2 separate regions of the Mus musculus genome follow, and region 1 is linked to region 2. The links are chromatin contacts, called in public HiChIP or PLAC-seq maps. All regions are on one chromosome and are shown on one strand. Each heading gives the region's core, a stretch centred on a gene start, on an enhancer-like site or on the middle of the called end of the contact. The rest is flanking DNA. Distances are from core to core; before and after follow the strand shown.

Region 1 (4,687 bases), core at 2,097-4,596, 670 kb after region 2:
GTGCTGAGTACAGCCGTTCTTCCTGTCCTGTGCGTACAGCTGAGTTTTAGAGGATTGGCAAGGTAGGGAAGGATGCCTAATTTATATAGGATTTAAATGTCTTCTTCCCGCCTCCTGCCCCCAGGAATGTGAAGTTCTTGGATTTTGCATTTAGAACGCTTCTGTCTTGAACCGTGCAGGCTACCCCCTGAGGAAAATACCGAACTTGAAATAAACAAAATGCCTTCCAGGTCGTTGCTAATTTTAAAGCGTTGACTTAGAATTGACTCAACACTGCCTCCTTGCTGAGGAAATGATCCAAGCAAAAGGCTTATGGAGAGGCAGCCCGCAGAGTGCCCAGGGAAAGGGCAGCTGAGGTCAGAAGACAAAGAGTCTGATAAACCTCGTCGTCGTCTACCGACAAGTTTCTAAAACTACTCAAGGAGAATCCTAGTGTCTCCTTTCTGGCTCCCACCCCACCCCACCCCACCCTCACCCTCATCTCTTTTCTTCAAAACACAAAATAAAACTGCAAAAGAGGGGTTGGGAAGCCACCCGGCAACAGCTGTGTCTGGATCATTTCCAAGAGGCAGAGAGTCGGTGGCAACTGTCCGGGACTCTAAGCTAAGCCGCACCTGATTATTTCACTCCATCTTACGCCTCAGTGCCCAGAATGTCTAAACTTAAGAATAAGTTGGGGAGGGAAGAGTTTATAGCACTTTGGGATCCTCATATCTAGGCTACTTATATGTGTGCTGTCGCTAAGGGCATTTAGAGACTGTTTTATGCTGAGCCAATATTTCTTTAGAAACCTAAGCTGCAAGAGAAGGTGTGTTCAAGGGTCACTATGTAGCCAAATGGTGGGTTAGCCAAGCACAAACCCCACTAAAAGAGTTGTATAATGGAATGGTAACTGAATTCTCTTGCTAAAGCAAGCAGCCAGTTTTCAGCTTCTCCCTCAGGTTAACTAGCTGGGTCCTGGGTGAACCTGGGTGGAAGCTTTATGCTTATCTTTCCTATGTACAGCCCTCTACCAGCATATCCCCAGCCCCAGCCCTCTACCAGCATATCCCCAGCCCCAGCCCTCTACCAGCATATCCTCAGCCTCAGCCCTCTACCAGCATATCCCCAGCCCCAAACCCTGACCGCCTCAAGGTTCGTACCAAACCAGGATGCGCCTTGCTGTGTCCTATCTCATGAAAGGACATGCCCAGCGAGGCCTGAAGCAGACAGTTTCTAAACTTAGTCCTGGACTGGATACTCACATGTGCAGGTTTTATTTAAGGCTCAGAAGACCTTTATGTTCCAAAGATATCAACAGGCCCAAGTGCAGTGAATGCTACCCTCTACTGTTGACTGTAATTAACTCCCCGGCACCATTTAGAAATCGTTGTGCCATGTAATTTTTGTGTTTAAGAAGTATCTTAAGTACAACAGTTAAAAGCCTGACCTCTGGAAGTGGATTTCCTCTGCGTGTCTCCGTTTCCTCACCTGCAATATGAAGGTAATAATAGTTCTACCCCAGGGGGTTGTCAAGAAGATTAACTTGTTTAATGCAGTTGAGCGGTTCCGTGTGAAAGTCCTTTGAATTGTATCTCATAAGAACTCAGCAGATGCTAACAGTGTCCATCAAGTGTTAATGAGATTCGTCATCACCTCTGATATCACCAACTCTGCTTTGAGAGTCCTTTAGGCTTTTTATTGAACGATGAGCAACCCAGGTGAATTATATCTAAGCTTGGATTCAGAATGAAATTCCAGCTTTGCTCTGGGTGGTAGTGGTGGCTAACCCCAGCACTCGGGAGGCAGAGGCAAGTGAAGCTCTGAGTTCAAAACCAACCTGGTCTACAGAGCCAATTCCAGGACATACACTGGAAACCTTGTCTCGAAAAACAACAATAACAACAACAACAACAAAATTCAGCTTTGCCTCTTACTAGTTTTTGAGACACTGAGTTACTTAATGTGTCTGAGTTCTGCTGTTCATATCCGTTAAGTTGTAGCATATAGACGTGTGCACAGTTAGCACATGGGTAGAAGTTATTATTATTGTCATAGAGGTTACACTTTAGTCCCTAGACAGCTGGAAGGTAATGGTTGAGCTCTCTTTGAAGTCTGTTTGATCTGGCCTCTTAGTGGGTATGCACTCTGAAATATTTTCTAGACGGAGAAGGGGCCAGGTGTGGCGGTACATGTCTGTAATCCCAGCACTTAGAAGGCGGAGGGAGAATTTGAGGTCAGCCTTAGCTACTTAATAATTCTAAGAAGTTTTTGTAAAGATCTGTAAGTGCTAGAAAACAATTAAAGAAAACAAGATAATATATTCAAAAATGAACTAAAATATGAACATGGTAATAATAGCCTTTTATATCTTTCTCCCCAAGAGAAAAAAAAAATGTCTTAGAAACCATCCCATAATTCTCCTAACATCTGGGGGGAACCTTCATTTCCACTTGCAACTTTTTAATACAGTTCCTCATGTTGTGGTGACACCCAACCATGAGATTATTTTGTACTATTTTGTATTATTTCTATTATTATATGTATAAATGTAATTTTGCTACTGTTATAAATTATAATGTAAATGTCTGATATGGAGAAAGACCCTGAGGGACTAAGGGGTCTTCACCTACAGATTGAGAAACCACTGACTTAAAACAGCAAATAAAAAAACATTAAGAGCCGGGCATGGTGGCACGCGCCTTTAATCCCAGCACTCGGGAGGCAGAGGCAGGTGGATTTCTGAGTTCCAGGCCAGCCTGGTCTGCAAAGTGAGTTTCAGGACAGCCAAGGCTATACAGAGAAACACTGTCTCAAACAACAACAACAACAACAAAAGAAAGAAAGAAAGAAAGAAAGAAAGAAAAGAAAAGAAAAGAAAAATATTAAAAATACATAAATCACGGGGGCTGGCAAGATGGCTCAGCAGGTAAGAGCACTGAGTTCAAATCCCAGCAACCACATGGTGGCTCACAACCACCCGAAATGAGCTACAGTGTACCTATTTAAAATAATAAATAAACCTTTGGGCCAGAGCGAGCAAGGAAGCCAGTGGGACCAATGAGAGCGAATAAATAAATTTTTAAAAAATACATAAATCACAAAAAGAATACTAAGCAAAAAACAAACAAACAAAACAAAACAAAAACATTTCAGAATGGGCCCCGTGTCTACGTAGATCTGCTCATTATAGATGCAGTGTCTTACTGCTAACGTCATGCCTCCTCGCCTCCTCCTCCTCCTTCTTCTCCTCCTCCCTCCTCTTCCTCTTTTGAGATTTCATTTCTTGTTTTTTCATGAAGATGCTCCTGCAAGCATGTGCTCAAAGTTGCCACAAGAGGGCGTCGAATGCCTTGGAGTCGGGCGTACAGGCAGGCTGGAAAGGAGTCTCTGGAAGCTGAGCCGCCTCTCCAGCCCCAGTGACTTCCATTGTATCTCTCCGAGTTGTGTCCTTTCCCCTCTGTTTAGTTAGACATGACCTCAAGTTGTAAGCTTTGGTACAAGGTGGACGCAAATGAAAAGGGCACACTCAATGTCTTTGCCAGAAAACAGTGTTTTAACTCCTAACTTCTTAAGACACTATAACCGATGGCTTGACTCTTGCTCAAAGCCAGAAGAGACAAGCTTCTAACATTTCAACATCTGGCAGTAGAGGGCAGCACTACCCTTTTTTTGAGAAATGTTGAGCATCTAGGGAAAAGGGGAAAGGCTCCCAACCGTTTTGTTGTTGTTGTTTTAATTTTACTTTATCCATACAAGTTCTTTTTAAAATTTATTTTTCTTATTGCTTATTGGTCTTATAGAAGGAATCCCATATCTTCTATTTGCTTAATAATGGAAGACCGAGTACTTAGTGAAAACCAGAGTTTTCAGGTGTTCTGCTGGGTGTGCTGTCTGGCAAAGGTAAAAAGTGGCTCAACCTTAGGCAGCCAGATAGCAGTCTTCTATGAACACAGTAAACGCTCCTGAACTTTCTAGATCGTCTTTCTGAAGCAGGATGTGGGTTTTTTTAATGTGTGTAAATCATATGCTCACAACCCTGATGATGGCTTCTAAATTCTTACTCACTGACTTCATTCCGCTGTGTCAGTGTTCATTTCTAGCGCGTTTGGGGCGGATCAGGGCAAATGCAGACGTAGGCCAGGTATTGTGACTTTAAGGAACGATGTTCCACAGGGTGGGGGAGGGACTTCTTTGCTGAAGCTTCGGTTGCCTGACAGCTGTGCGTAAACAGCTTGTGTGCTCGATCGATTCTATTACACTATGATTTGAATTTCTCTAAGCAATAAAAGGGGGGGGGTCTGACTTTTGTGCTAAGTGTAGCTCAATCTCTTTGTCAGGAGGACACGGAGGAGAGAATAACCCTAATTTTAGAAAATATATAGCAGAAGTGTTCTTAGTATATTTGAGTTCTATCCTGACCCTGGAAAGATTTTTTGGCAACGAATCTTCAGTGCAAACTTAAACAACCCTCCTGAGGAGAAAGTGGTGGCAGACATTAAGTCTAGCCCCAGCCCTGCCTTGTCAACTGGGCGAATTATAACTTCTGAGCCTGTTTTCCTCCGCTCTTAAGCAGAGATGCCTCAGGATTTATTAGAAGAGCTAATTCAGAAAGTGGCATGGCTCAGTGGTTAGAGCACTGGCTGCTGCTCTTCTAGAGGATCCTGGTTCGATTCCCAGCAGCCACATGGCAGCTCACAACTGTCTG
Region 2 (4,671 bases), core at 342-2,841:
TCTGTGGTCCTTCTACAAAAAATAGCCTTTCTCTCCTAGCCCAGTCAATTTATTCAGCTCAAATATCATTCGAAGTGAAGACTTATTCCTGCTTTCCCATCATAGAACTTACATTTCTTCCAGAGCATGTAAAACAACTTTGCCTCTATATATGTTTAACACATATCTTGTCCTCTATTCCCCCAAAGGCAGGCTTGATGAATACCATAAACTAGTCATATTTTGATTCCAGCTGTATCTCCAATACTTAACCTTTAGCTACAAATTACAGAAGAGCAAACTAACAAATGAATGATCATTCAGGAAGCAGTAGAGTATGTTTGAAGAACCACAAATGCAGTGCAGTTTCTATATCCAAAAGTCCACATCTGTGACTTCAATGAACTACAAATTGAAAATATTTGAGAAAGAGTTACCTGCACTATAAATATTTTTCTTCTCATTATTCACTAAACTACAGAATAATGACTGTTTGCAGAGTCTACAGTAGATGTAGACTTACAGGTGATGTAAGTATGCAGGAGGGTGTGTGCATGTAATACGCAAACACTGTGTTATTGAACATGGGAGATTTGAAACATCTGTGGAGTTTGGTATCTGTGTAGAGTCCTGGAACCACAATGGCCCTGGGAATGGGGGATGCTTCTATCTCATGATTAAAGCACAGAGGAAAGTCACAGAGAGGGTGGGAATGGAGAAGGGCCAAAGGACAGTGCTGACGAGGTGTTCAGGGACCATCACACTGTGGGTCAAGTTTGATCTATACTGGGAAATAGGAGAGGCCCTGATATGTTCTATAATCCATAAACCAGAGAGGGTTAGGCACAGAAGAATTAGACTGGGGTGGGGCATATGTATATCCCTGGGAAGGAGGAAAAGAATAGATTTTATGGGTGGTTTGGGGGTGGGTGAGGATGAGAATGAGAGGATAAGGTGGGGAGGGGGAGGGGAATAGGGTTGAGGAAGGAAATGCAGTGAGAGACAGCTAGAATTGAGGGGCATTTGAGGGATGATATGAAAACCCAGTGTAGTGAAAACTTCCTAAAGTATACGAAGGGAATTCTAATGAGGTCTCCTAATGTGGGACACAGTCCCAACTGACCATTTCTTATCACCAAATGAGGCTTCCAATAGCAGGGCTGGGTTGCATTTAATTGAGTTGTTGGCCAATGGGGTCATGGAAATCCCCAAACAATCCAGGCTGTTGCTAAGACAACAGGTTGTTTTCCAGAAATTTACAGCAGGGCCCCATTGCTGCAGACCACACTCACACAACTCACTGAACATGGAAAATTCCAGCGGATGCCTCCATGAAGCTTTCACCTCTCTGTTCTAGTTCCTGGGTACAGGAAGATATTCTGAACACAACCAAGGAAGAAATATGAACACCAAACCCAGCCACAAGACCTTTGACCTACAATGTGTTCTTCCTATGAGATGTGCTAGGATAATGGTGGCACAGAACTTATAGGAGTAGCCAACCAATGTCTCATCTGACTTAAGACCCACTCCATGGGGAACCCATGCCCAACTCTGCTAGCATGACCAAGACCCAGAGATGACATCACCCAGAGTCCTAGGGTAAAACCAAACAACTACTCTTTTAAAAAAGAATCAATAAAATGACTCATACTCCTTTTCTGCTGTACTCATAGATCAGTGCCTTATTCAGTCATCATCAGAGAAGCGTTCTCCTACAGCAGACAGGAACAGATGCAGAGCCCACAATCAGGCAATTTATGTGGACACACACACACACACACACACACACACACACTTTGGAACACATGGCTCTAGATGGACTGTCTCCATCAGATCCCTTCCCTTAGATCTCAGGGAATCCCACAAAAGAGGAGGTGTTGAGTGTAAAAGCCAGAGGGGATGGAGGACACCAGGAGAACAGAGCCCTCGGAATCAACTAGCAGGGCTCACTGAAGTCACAGAGACTGAAGCAGCGAGCACAGGTTCTGCATGGGTCTGCACCAGGCCCTCTGCATATACACTGTAACTTTCAGCTTGGTGTTTGTATGGGACTGCTGACTGTGTGAACAAGGGGTCTTCGACTGATTCTGTGACTGCTTTTGAGGATCTTTCCTGTCTGCTGGGTTCCCTTGTCTGGCCTCCATGTGTTGATGTTTGCTCTCTTCTATTTTGTCAAAATAGCTTTGACTTCTCATTTTGTAGCATAGTACTTCATTATAATTCTTCATAAGTGTCATTTGAATAAACTGCCATACAATATCTTTATTATTTAGACAGCCTTTTGGTTTTGAAATTTGGAAAGATTCTAAGCAAATACTGTACAGTGTCCTTCTGTTGAACCCTATATAAAATTACCCTCCTTCCCTCTACCCCATGGCTACACTTGCTAGATCATTTCCAAGTTAATCATCCCAGACTCTATTATCATGGCATCCATATGGATTTACCTTCTTCCTACATAAAAGTACATGGTTTACTGATCCCTAAAAGAAAAGAATACTTTCTTTTTTCTGAGATTCACACTAACTAAAGTCACTGACTCCATACCACTAGGTATGTGGCCTTAAAATCTTTATCACTAAGAAACTCTAGTAAATTTTAATCACTAGACAAATTTTTCATGCACTTATCTAGTGCAAAAATCATGAAAGAAAGAGGAACACAAGGACCAACACAGTGATAGCTTACACCTGGTGAATAAGTAGGAGAGGCTAGATAGGAGTGATGATGAAGGTGCCATGAACCTGAGGAGACACATGGTTAGGAGGGACCACTGAATTCCATTTTGAGATATGTTGAGTTTTAGATACCATAGGATATCACACTATTGTAAATGGGTAGTTAGGAAGCTCTGTTTTGCCAACTGAACAAATTCCTTAGCTTTTATTTTAAAATAAAATAATGTTAATAATACCAAGTTAAAGACGTCTCTCTTTTTTGTCCTCTGACTTCCTTTTTTATCGGATATTTTCTTTATTTACATTTCAAATGTTATCCCCTTTCCTGGTTTCCCCTCCCCCTCCCCTTAACCTCTCCCCCTCCCCCTGCTTCTATAAGGGTTTTCCTCCACCCACCCACACACTCCCACCTCCCTGCCCTGGCATTCCCCTACACTGGGGCATCCAGCCTTCACAGAATCAAGGGCATCTCCTTCCATTGATGACCAACAAGGCCATCCTCTGCTACATAAGCAGCTGGAGCCATGGGTCCCTCTATGTGTACTCTTGGGTTGGTGGTTTAGTCCCTGGGTGCTCTAGGGAGTCTAGTTGGTTGATATTGCTGTTCTTCCTATGGGCTGCAAACCCCTTCAGCTCTGTCAGTCCCTTCTCTGACTCCTTCATTGGGGACCATGTGCTCAGTCCCATGGTTGGCATGATCATATCATTAGATGCTGAGAACGCATTTGACAAAATTTAGCATACCTTCATGGTAAAAGTCTTAGAAAGATCAGGAATTCAAGGCCCATACCTACCATAGTAAAAGCAATATACAGCAAACCAATAGCCAGCATCAAACTAAATGGAGAGAAACTTGAAGCAATCCCACTAAAATCAGGGACTACACAAGGCTGCCTGCTCTCTCCCTACCGATTCAATATGGTACTCGAAGTTCCCAAAAATTCCACTACAGAACTCTTAAAGCTGATAAACAACTCTAGCAAAGTGGCTGGGTATAAAATTAACTCAAACAAATCAGTAGCCTTCCTCTACTCAAAAGATAAACAGACTGAGAAAGAAATTAGGGAAATGACACCCTTCACAATAGTTAAAAATAACATAAAATACCTTGGTGTGACTCTAACCAAGCAAGTGAAAGATCTGTATGACAAGAACTTCAAGTCTCTGAAGAAAGAAATAGAAGAAGATCTCAGCAGATGGAAAGCTCTTCCATGCTCATGGATTGGCAGGATTAATATATTAAAAATGGCCATCTTGCTGACAGCAATCTACAAATCCAATGCAATCCCCATCAAAATCCCAACTCAATTAATTCTTCATAGAGTTTGAAAAAGCAATTCGCAAATTCACTTGGAATAACAAAAACAACAGAACAGCAAAAACTATTCTCAACAATAAAAGAACTTCTGGGGGAATCACTATCCCTGACCTTAACCTATATTACAGAGCAATCGTTGCACAATGTTTGCATTTTATTTGCTTAATAGTTTTCTGTAAGTCACCGAGGCCTCAAATAAGAATATTTAGGTAATCTTGGCCTCAATGTGGTAGCTATGATTTTTTAACACAAAGTGTAACCATTAAAGTGACATAAATCTGTGTGCCATTAAAATATCTTTCTGTGTTGCTAACTGTAAGTGGAACATGCTTTGGTAGGCAATAGTCTAGACTTAGCTTGTCTCCCCTTCACTCTTAAGGCCCCTAAAATCTTCCCTAGGGTGAAGCAGTAACTCCCTCTTGAGCCATTAGCTAAACCCTTTAAATGAATGTGTTTGAGGGGAATGAGTCAGCACTAGCCCCTGGGATCAGAATGTAACTTAATAAGCCTTCCCTCACCTCTAATGACTGTGTTCCACTTTCTTTATACCTCCCCTCTGAGCACACTGCTGTTTGCACACTGCCTTTTCTGCAGTCTCTACCTCCCTGAACAGCCCAGTATGTATTTGCCTGCCCAGATCTGCCCTCCTGAGAGCTGTTTATGTCTGCACTCTTGCTGGTCCCGCTGGCTTGC

The links. HiChIP or PLAC-seq counts read pairs in DNA pulled down with a chosen protein or histone mark.
Region 1: an HNF4G HiChIP or PLAC-seq map of pancreatic cancer cells shows a contact between it and region 2. The contact joins two enhancer-like sites. A contact is called at or near these places in 3 of 115 datasets of contacts at active chromatin or transcription factors (embryonic stem cells and pancreatic cancer cells).

What each region holds. Positions count from the first base shown.
Region 1 is chr19:43,527,060-43,531,746 of GRCm38.p6, forward strand. No RefSeq gene overlaps it. Among named protein-coding and RNA genes, the nearest start is that of Got1, 4.8 kb to the left of the region's middle. Within about 2 kb of position 3,347, at least 101 of the 459 cell types and tissues checked have an H3K27ac peak or open chromatin away from gene starts, as enhancers often do. A contact at or near this core is called in pancreatic cancer cells, where this site is marked.
Region 2 is chr19:42,858,635-42,863,305 of GRCm38.p6, forward strand. The region is part of intron 9 of Hpse2 (heparanase 2); the gene reads right to left. Among named protein-coding and RNA genes, the nearest start is that of Hps1, 81 kb to the left of the region's middle. Within about 2 kb of position 1,592, at least 6 of the 459 cell types and tissues checked have an H3K27ac peak or open chromatin away from gene starts, as enhancers often do. A contact at or near this core is called in pancreatic cancer cells, where this site is marked.